2 separate regions of the Mus musculus genome follow, and region 2 is linked to region 1. The links are chromatin contacts, called in public promoter capture Hi-C maps. All regions are on one chromosome and are shown on one strand. Each heading gives the region's core, a stretch centred on a gene start, on an enhancer-like site or on the middle of the called end of the contact. The rest is flanking DNA. Distances are from core to core; before and after follow the strand shown.

Evidence for each region. Promoter capture Hi-C pulls out the DNA fragments that hold promoters and counts their contacts.
Region 2: a promoter capture Hi-C map of hippocampal neurons shows a contact between it and region 1, with 4 times the contacts expected there. The contact joins the promoter of Dhx16 here to the promoter of Psmb8 in region 1. A contact is called at or near these places in 1 of 39 promoter capture datasets (hippocampal neurons) and 1 of 9 other capture datasets (adipose tissue).

What each region holds. Positions count from the first base shown.
Region 1 is chr17:34,196,010-34,200,998 of GRCm38.p6, reverse strand. It overlaps Psmb8 (proteasome (prosome, macropain) subunit, beta type 8 (large multifunctional peptidase 7)), which reads right to left and starts at 2,804. Exons shown (of 6, transcript NM_010724.2): 1 at 2,454-2,804; 2 at 1,619-1,766; 3 at 1,317-1,428; 4 at 729-858; 5 at 84-288. The coding sequence starts at 2,600. It overlaps Tap1 (transporter 1, ATP-binding cassette, sub-family B (MDR/TAP)), which reads right to left. Exons shown (of 11, transcript NM_013683.2): 11 at 3,774-4,431. The coding sequence ends at 4,225.
Region 2 is chr17:35,877,396-35,882,687 of GRCm38.p6, reverse strand. Dhx16 (DEAH (Asp-Glu-Ala-His) box polypeptide 16) reads right to left here and starts at 2,910. Exons shown (of 20, transcript NM_026987.2): 1 at 2,570-2,910; 2 at 1,166-1,410; 3 at 893-1,058; 4 at 610-666; 5 at 1-246. The coding sequence starts at 2,776.

The sequences.
Region 1 (4,989 bases), core at 1,555-4,054:
TAAGCTCCCCCCACATCCCCCTCCTCCCAGGTGCTGGGGAGCAGTGGTCTCCCCAGGTGTTGTGGGGCGCATTGGTCTCTTACTGTTGACGACTCCTCCAGAATAGTTGTCTCTGTGGGTAGCATAAGCAATAGCTCTGCGGCCAAGGTCGTAGGCCTCTTCAGGACTGAGGTCCTGCCGGTAACCACTGTCCATCACCCCATAGGCATAGGTGTTCCCGCTGCCAGTGGAAAACATCTGTCCCGAGAGCCGAGTCCCATTGTCATCTACGTAGTAAAGTCCTGGTCCCTAGAAGATGGGAAACCATCCCGAGTTGAACTTGGTTTATTGATCATATCAAGACGCAAGTGTGACTTGTGGAGAGCAAGCAACATAGTGATGCCACCATAGAAATATTTGAGTTAAGACAGCACACTTTAGGGAGCTGGAGAGATGGCTCAGTGGTTAAGACCCCTGACTACTCTTCCAGAGGTCCTGAGTTCAACTGCCAGAATTGAACCACATGGTAGTTCACGACCATCTGTAACGGGATCCAGTGCCCTCTTCTGGTGTGTCTGAAGACAACAAGAGTGTACTCACATAAAATAAATAAATGAATTTTAAAAACAAAAACAAAAGACAGCACACTTTGGTAAACATCAAAACCTGGATCAAGCATGGGGGAGGGGAGGGTTCAATGGGTAAGACACCTCGGGGGGGGGGGGGGCTCACAGACATAGGCCACCCACCTTCTTGTCCCAGCCACAGATCATGCTGCCCATGGAGAGGCCCATCCCCCGGTACTGCAGCATCATGTTGGAAAGCAGCTTGGATGCTGCAGACACGGAGATGCGTTCCCCATTCCGAAGATAATACAACCTGTACGATCGATCGAGGAGGAGGAGGAGAGAGAAGGAGGCCTCAGGGGCGGCAGCTACACCTGCATTCATTTTCTCCCATAGCACGAGGGAGCAGGGATTGTAGAGATGAGTGTTTGGAAGGTATGGACTTGTGGGACGGGACATAAGAGTAAAGGAGAGTTTGGGAATTTAAAATCTCTGATCCGCATTTTAAAAGCCTAGTAAATGATACCACCCTGCAGGTTAAGTGACTGCCAGATTATCTGGTTTATAAGCAGGGACCCAGGCTAGGATTTGGGAGATTTTTAATCACATGAAGGAGATATATATATATATATATATATATATATATATATATATATATATATATATCCCTTATGGTTGCTAAAATGGATCACCCGATGGGGGTGTAAGTGACCTGGGACATGGTGGGGACGGGGGAGGGGCTGAACAAATGAGATGATAAAACCGGCCTACCTGCACTCCTTGGCCAACAGCCTCTCCCAGTACTGGCAGTCGGCTGCACAACCAGACATGGTGCCAAGCAGGTAAGGGTTAATCTCGATCACTTTGTTCATCCTTAAGGAGCCTGGAAGAGTTTTGAGATCAAAGAAATGAGCCCACAGCTCCCCACCCACCCCTCACCCCCCATCCCACCCCCACCCTCAGTGTGCTATAATGCCAGCTCTGTCTGAACTTCGGCCCAGGCCTTCTGCTCTACTGAGGGAACAGCTCCACGAGTCGGACCATTGGAGCACACATGGAGCACACATACTCACTAATGTAACTCCCTGCAGTGGCCCTGGAGTCCACAGCCACGATGACGCCATGCTGGAACTTGAAGGCGAGTGTGGTTGTGCCGTGGGCCATCTCAATTTGAACATTCCTTTCCTGGTCACCACCAAAGGACCTCAGGAATGCGGTGGGCTAAGAGATGCAAGAGGCAGAGGGGCACCTCAGTGCTAGGAGGCTCCTGGCAGGGTGGCAGAGTGAGGAGGGGTCTGCAGACTCTAGATGTCAGTAGCTCCGAAGAAAGAAAAGCAGGATTTAAGCCCACCAGCTTTCTGCTTTCCAGCACGTGGGAACAAAGGTCATGGTAGGCGACTTCAAGGTGTTTCCTAATCCGTGGCTCCTTTGGTTCTCGAAAGCACATTTTAATAACTTGCTCTCATTTTACAGTAGAGGGGCTTGAGACCTAGGCCATCTAATGTGTCGTAGGACACACAGGGTGGGTTGCTGAGACCAAGTAAGGCCACCAAAGTTCATAGGTCTTCCAAGACAACTGTACAGCCCCTGTAGTAGTTAGCAGTGAGTCTGTGGAAGGCATGGTGGTCTGTGCACTGTGTCTTGGGATTGGCACCAACCATCTTCTCAGTCTCGCTGTCTCAACTCCGTGCGTGACTCTCTCTCCTTCTGTCCCTCCCCCACCCCTTTCTCCCGCCTTCCCATGCCTTAATCTCCACGTTGGTTCTTCAGGGCTAGCCTCGATGCTGCTCTCCTGGACGGCCCCTCCTGGCGTCCTCACCTCCTCAGACCCAGGCAGACACTCCTTCCTCTGTGCCACCCACCACCACCCACCTCCTGCATCTCTCCAGAACGCCCTACAGTCCTCACCTGCATTCCCCGGGGAAGTGCGAGCTCCGGAGCTTGCGCGGAGAAACTGTAGTGTCCCGGGTCCGAGCGACCCCCGCTTCCCGCATCCAGGGCAGCCCACTCGGGCCGCTGCCCCCGAGCGGCACCGCACAGATCCAGTAACGCCATGACCACTTGGCCCCGAAGATCCGTCGACTCTGCGACAAGGAAGTGAAAGCGAAAGCCACAGTACCAAGGGGAGGGAACCAGTCCCCCACCCCCATCCCCTGCCCTTTCCGAGTAGAGCCCAGTTAATGGGTGTCTGAACTAAAACAATGTGTTGGGGACGAGTTTTCCTGCTGCCACATCAGTGAAACCAGCTAGAGAATGGGCTGTGGGGTGGAAGAAGAGGTGCGCCTTCGGAGGCCGCCTAGCAGTGGGGTGCGTGAAGACCCACAGGCGGGGGACGGGGGGGGGCATCTTCTGGGAACAGCGGAGGACTGAATAGGGTCCTATCTCCTAAAGAGGTTGTCTAGAACGTTGGAACCTGAGAGGAGTATTGAGCAGATCCACCTAGGCGTGCGTCCTGGGGATGGGGGCAGCACTCAAATAAATGAGCATCATTTTATAGAAACTGGAAAATGCGATAAATGGATGCACAGGGGTCTTTAGGTCCTGGGACAACCAGGAAAAAACGGAGAAAGACGAACCAAGGAGAGGACTCAGTCGGGCCTTTTCATGTGTCCCTCCTAGGGCCCCTCTTGGTTCAACAGTCTCACTACCCTGAGCCACCCACGAGGACGCGCCCTTGCCCGGGGCTGCTCACGTCGCGCAAGTCAGGGCTGCGCGCTCCTTCCTTGAATCCTCAACCCCACCTCTTCTTTGCAACCTTTATGGACATTATCTGCCCAGGAACTGCTGACGTCACACACCGGGCCCTCCCTGAATGGAAGAGATTTACTGGCTAATCCTATCCATTTCATTGAGATTATCCCGGCGTGTGCCGCTGAGGAGAAGATGAAAGAATCTGAACGGGCGGGCGAGGTTATCCAGTCTGATTTTCTGGGGTCCCCACCCGCGGCGCTACCGCGCTTCCTCCAGCCTCAGCGAGGAAGAGAAGGACTCCAAGATGCAGTTGCTGCTGCCTTGGGGTGCGGAGAGGGAGGGGCTGCCGCCCGGTCCAGCTCAGCACTAGGAGTCCGTGGGTGAGCAGTAAAGAGAAATGAGAGCCCCAGGAAATAAAAGCTGATGGACCCAGAAGTAAAACAGAATTCTGAAGAAGAACGGGACACTGTCCTGGGGGGGGGGGGGGGGCTGACTAACTCAGCTAGGACTTTGCGGGAGCTAAGAAACGGGAGAAGCCACAGTACAAAACACCAGTTTTATTACAAATATCAAACACCCATAGAACACCCAAATGCCAGCCTATGCCTTTGGTTAATTGCAAGCTGCTTGTCCTTTCTCTCTGTACACTTTGGGCGTTTCTTCTCATTCTATCACAACGCCACATAAACCAGGTTTGTGTGTGCATGCTGTGATACAAGCTCAGCACCGGGAGGGTGGAGACCGGAGATTTAGCAGCTCAGTGTTGGTGTGAGGTACCTGAAACCCCGTCTAATAGGGAGCGGGTCGGGGAAACACATTCGTGGTAAATTCCGGGTATCTCCTAGAGTTTACATTTTCTCATGTAACAAGCACCTCCGCTCCTCAACTGTCTCCGTGGGTGTGGTAATATCTTTGCTCCCAGGTTCTCTGTCACACAGAGTAGAGGACAGGAGGGGGACAGCACGCAGTGTGCAGTCCAGAGGCCTTGTCAGTCTGCAGGAGCCGCAAGAGCCTCTACCATGGCCCGGTAGCACCCTCCTCTCTTCATGAGCTGCAGGTGGGTGCCCTGCTCGCCGACAGAGCCTTCTCTGAGAAAGAGGATGTGGTGGGCCTGCTCTGCCAGGCTGAGCTGCTGGGTGATAAGAAGAACCGTCCGAGAAGCCCGCTTGGGGCTCTCATACAGGAGCCGCTGGACCTGGAGAAACACACAGACATTACAGTTCAGGGGACCCCTGTGCTTCCAGGGCTGGGACACATTGTCGATATCCCTGGTCTGCAGCACCCCTCCAAACCTATGACTTGTTAAGATGTCCTCACAAGAGGGGGGTACAGAGAGAGAGAGAGCGGAAGCATGATGGGGGAGGGGACTGAACAGTCTCTCATCTCTACCCATAAGCTGGGAAATTTGAAAAGGAAATTATTCTTCTCCCATATATTACATCCCGACTGCTGTTCCCCCCTCCTCTCCTCCCAGTCCCTCCTACTCAACCCCCTACCTCTCCTCGATTGCCCTTCAGAAAAAAGCAGGCCTCCCAAGGACACCAACTGTCTTGGGAGATGGCATACTAAGTGAAGTAAGACTAGGGTCTCCTCGTCCAGCCTTAATATGTGGAAATTTTTTTACGTTCCAAAAAACATATATTAATTTATGCTTTGAGAATTTCATATATGAATATAATGAAATATAACCATACCACCTCCCGTTTCCCTCCTCTTCCCCCCCCCACCCACCCCACATGTCACCTTTCCTATG
Region 2 (5,292 bases), core at 1,661-4,160, 1.7 Mb before region 1:
GGTCTCCTTGGGCATGTGGTAGCGATTAGTGGCCTCCAGCTTCTCCTGCTCTCCGGCTGCCCGGTACTCCCGAGCCAGGTCCCGCACACGTCGCTTGTACTTGAGCTCCCTGCGCTCATGGCGACTCAGCTCCACGTCCCCAAACAGGACCTCCTCATCAGCCAGTTCCGCCTCCAGGTCCTCCAGTTTTTCTCGCTCCCGCTTCGCCAGGTATTCCCGACGAGACTTCTTACGGAGCTCAGGGACCTGGGTCAGGAAGGGACAGTCAAGTCCTCATCCTACCAGCACTGAAACCCTGCTCCCTGCACACTCAGAGTGTGCAAAACTCCAAAGAGGAGGATGTGGGGCCTTTTGGTGCTAGCTATTTTGTGTCTCATCAAGTCTCAGAGACACAATGACTTGATCTTACCAAGGCGAGAGGATTTGTAACTTTCTCCTTCTACAACCCAAGTCCACTCTTTTCCGGTTCCTGTCAGGCAGGCCCCTCTCCTCTAGAGCCTGACCACCCAGACACATCTCTGCACACTCCCTCTGTGACCCTTCCTGCTACGGCCGACCACTCCAGCCATCTTTGTCTTCAGACACTGCTTTTTGAACCCAGGGTCTCACCATGGCTTTCCGATCTTCCTCAGCCATCTTGAGGCGCTTCTGAGCCTCTTCATAGGCCTAGAAGAAATCATGTAAAGGGATGTGAGGCCAAAGGTACCATTGCTGTCAGGATGACTAATGTCCTTCGCTGCCCCTCCTCGGTGGAGAACCTCTGTCGATCTCAACCAGACAGGGAGAACCATAGCCAGTGAGCCCACGGGGAACCCTAGTGACAACTCTTGTCTTCCCAGAGACAACTCTGCAGCCAAATCCAGACTTGCCTGACTGACTCTCTTCAGCTCACCTTCTTATCTGACCGTTCCAGGACATTCCGGGTCCGGTCCTTGTCCCGTTGCCGAACCCGCTCTGCAAAGGCATCCCGTTCTTCCAAGTCCTGGAGACGCTCACGCTCCGTCCTTTCCCATTCATCCTCTGAGGCTGGCTTCTCCTCCGTGGGTGATTTACTCCCCCTGAACCCAGCAAACCCAGCCCAGTGTATCAAACGGGGGTACTGAGAAAGCTTAGCATCCCCACAGCCGACAGCCTGCTCCAATCCCTCTCCTTCCTTCTGACTTACCCTGCCTTCCTCTTCCCTGACTCGGAAACCTCTTCCTCCTCGTCCTCCTCGTCCTCCTGGTGTTTCTTCCTGAGGTGTTTCCGTCTCTTCCGCTTCTTCTGGAGGCTGCTCCCGTTACTACCCACTGCCTCCTCGCCGCTCTCGCTGTCTTCCAACAACTTATAAGAACGGTTTTTCTCTAGCAGGGCTCGGGCCTCTCGCTCAGCTGCCCGAGCTGGCTTTTCCACCACAGCCTTCCGTGGCACCTGCCGGTAGATATGACAGCTCCTGACCTCAGTACCCTCATTTGCCTACGAACCGGTTACTATATCTAAAGCCTGTCTCCATCTTTCTCTTCTTCGTGGTCTTGTTCTACGGTCATAGCTCAACAGGGCTCCGCAGCTTCTGAACGTCCTTCTAGGAATCCACTGAGCAAATGATTACTGAAAGCCATCCCGTGGTGGAGGCAAAGAACCAGCTCTCACAGGTTGTACGCTCACAGCCTCACACGGGCATATGCACGAACTAAAACTTCTTCCTAACTTTAATGACTTACTTTTATTTTTATGTGCACTGGTGTTCTGCCTGCAACGTGAGCTGTGTGTGAGGGTGCTGAATCTCATAGAACTGGAGTTACAGTTGTGAGTTGCCACGTGGGTTCTAGAAATTGAACCTGGTTCCTCTAGAGGAACAGCAAGTGGTCTTAATCCCTGAGCCATCTCTTCTTGCCCCACGATAGAATTTTTTTTTTAAAGTATTGGTTCTGAGCTTAAGTAGTTTATGTTCTAAAACCCATTTTCTTTTCATGATTTATTTTTCATTTATTTATGTGTATGGGGTACCTGGCAAAGGCCAGAAGCCCTCCGATCTCCTTGGAGCTGGAATTACAGATGGTTGTGTGCCACTAGGCCTGGTTGCTGAGAACTGAACTCAAGTCTTCCAGATGCACAAGGGGTCTTAACTGCTAAGCCATCCCTCCCCAGCCTCGATCCTATTTCCTAAATGCTAATTCTCCTAGCTCTGTTCTCAGTGACTCTTTCCCAGGGCTGGGGATTGAATCCAAGGCTTACTGTATGCTAGACAAACATTCTACCAACTGAGCTACATCCTTAGGCCTGGGGTATGTGCTGTAACTAACAATGGCTCTAGCTTAAACATGTATGTAGAGCCCCATCTCGAGTCTTCTCCACAGACCTGTATACACCCAACACCTAGCATGATATCTAGATAACAGAGGAAAAAAATTAAATGGTGGGCGGAACCAAGAATGAAAGGTCTCTCTGTCACCCCACTACCAGGGAGGCTCGCTGCAAGTTCTAAGCCAGCCTGTGTACTATATTGAAAGTTGCAGGCTATCACAGAATAGACAGCCACACTGCGTACGAGCCAATTCGGCTGTGAGTGGCCTGCCCCGGCGGCACACACCTTGCTCCAGAGCTTCAGGGCGAAGTCCCGCGCCGGCCCCCCGAGGTCCAGGGTGTCGGTGTCCCGCAGGCGCTGCACGAACTCCTCGGCGGAGGCGCAGCGCTGTGCGGTGCCGATCAGGAACTGCGCGACGTGCCGCTCGCTCAGCCCCAGCACCGAGTGCAGCTCCTCCTGCACCCACCGCTCCAGCCCCGCCGGCGTCGCCATGGCGACGCGTCCTGCTCCGGGCGCGCAACCGCGGAACGGCCAGGACTGCGGCGGGGACAGAGCCTGCGGTACTACCGCCTCGCTCCGGCTGCCGTAGAGACTCCAATTCCACAGACCGCGAAACCCGGAAAGAGTCGCGCTCTTCCGGCCAGGGATCGACGGTGGCTGGGCGGGTTCAAATCGCGCAGCCTCTTTCCCGACGCTAAGTGCAAGAGGCTTTCATGCACAGCCTCGTCCAAGCTCTCCGTCGCCCCCTAATGATCTGTGCGCGGGTGCAGTTCTCTATCAATACAAGCTGTCAGTGATGACTAACTAGTTCCCACAGCTGGGATAAATAAAAGACGTACAAATCAGGGTTAGGAAAACAAGATATATAACAAAGGGCTGGAGAGACGGCTCAGCGAAGTCGAGTTCGATTCGGTGCACCCACATCCCTCACCAACAACCACGTATATCTCCAGATCCAGGAGGATCTACCACCTCTGGTCTCTTCTGACACCTGCACTTGTGTGCACGTGCTCATACACAAACACACATACACCTAATTTTTTTAAAAATAAATTTTTTTTTTTTGGTTTTTCGAGACAGGGTTTCTCTGTCTTGGAACTCACTTTGTAGACCAGGCTGGCCTCGAACTCGGAAATCTGCCTGCCTCTGCCTCCCGAGTGCTGGGATTAAAGGCGTGCACCACCACGCCCGGCCTAACTTAAAATATTAAAAATTAAAACAACAAAAACTAAAGGTACATAATAAATACATTTAGGTGGGAGTTTGGGTATCATAAGATTTTAATATTTATTTATTTAATGTGCATGTGGGTTTGCCTGCATGAATTTATCTGCACAGTATGTGTGTGTGTGTGTGTGGTGTGTGTGTGTGTGTGTGTGTGTGTGCCCTTTTAGGTCAGAGATATTGTGTCTCTCTGAACTTGGAGTTACTGGTGGTTGGGACCTGCCTGATATAGGTGCTGGGAACCAAACACCAGTCTTCTGAGAGCAGCAAGTGCTCTTAACCACTGAATCATCTCTCCAGCCCCTCTATTGGGTGTGTGTGTGTGTGTGTGTGTGTGTGTGTGTGTGTGTGTGTAGGCATTTTACTTGCAAGTATGTATACCACTCAGAATCTGGAGGAGGGCATTGGATCTCCTGAAAATGTAGTTAGGGGTGTTTTTGAGACATCACGTGAGTGCTGGGAGTTAAACCTAAGTGTTCTTAATTGAGAAGCCAGCTCTCCAGTTCACCATTTAAAAAACAAAAACAAAAAACAAAAAAACACGGGACTCATGTACAATTAGCTGGCCTTGTATGTACTACATAGCTAAAGATAACTTTGAACTCTTATTTATTTATTTATTTACTTACGCACTTAATTACTTACATCCTCAAAGCTGCCCCCTCCTGGTCCCCCCTGAAAGAGTTTCTCCCCCTATTCCCCTTCTCCTCTGAGAGGGCACCTCCCCACCCCAGTATCCTCCCTACCCCCCACCCCCCACCCCCGCAACCTTGAACTCTTTTTGTTTGTTTGTTTTTTGTTTTGTTTTTTTGAGACAGGGTCTCTCTGTATAGCCCTGGCTGTCCTGGAACTCACTCTGTAGACCAGGCTGGCCTCGAATTCAGAAATCCTTCTGCCTCTGCCTCCCAAGCGCTGGGATTAAAGGTGAGCGACACCACCGCCCAGCAACCTTAGACTCTTGATCCTGTTGTTCCTACTTCCCAAGTGTGGGGATTATAGACATGTACTATCACACTTGACTGAAATGTGTAATTTATGTACAATCAAAAATAATGAGAGGCAAACTGGAGAGATGGCTCAACCAACTATTCTTCCGAAGGTCCTGAGTTCAAATCCCAGCAATCACATGGTGACTCACAGCCATCAGTAAGGAGATCTGATGCCCTCTTTTGGAGTGTCTGAAGAGAGCTACAGTGTGCTTACATAAAATAAATAAATCTTAAAAAAAAAAAGCCGGGCAGTGGTGGCACATGCCTTTAACCAACACTTGGGAGGCAGAGGCAGGCAGATTTCTGAGTTCGAGGCCAGCCTGGTCTACAGAGTGAGTTCCAGGACAGCCAGGGCTATACAGAGAGACCCTGTCTCAAAAAACCAAAATAATAATAACAATAATAATAATAATAATAGGCAATTTAAGTAGATTTTATTTCCTACTGATGGGGAGCGAGTAGAATGGATAAAGTCAAAACAAAACACTCCACATTTTAAAAAGCAATCCAGGTATGTGTTGCTAACAGCTTGGCACATACCTACTGCTAATGGTTTGTTGTGAGCTAACCCCTCCCCAACACAGATGAGATGACACTGCAGGAGAAGATTCCAACAAACACTAACTCAGTTCTCTGAGCTTCAGAAAGTGGACAGGCATGGATGTCTCAGATCTCAGAAATGTGACTGACCACCTGACCAGCGACAGAACTTGAGTTCTGGAATAATGGATGGTTTTTGTTTCCTTTTCTCTGCTTCCTATAAAGCCTGTGGCAGGAGAGAAGATGGAAAGCAGT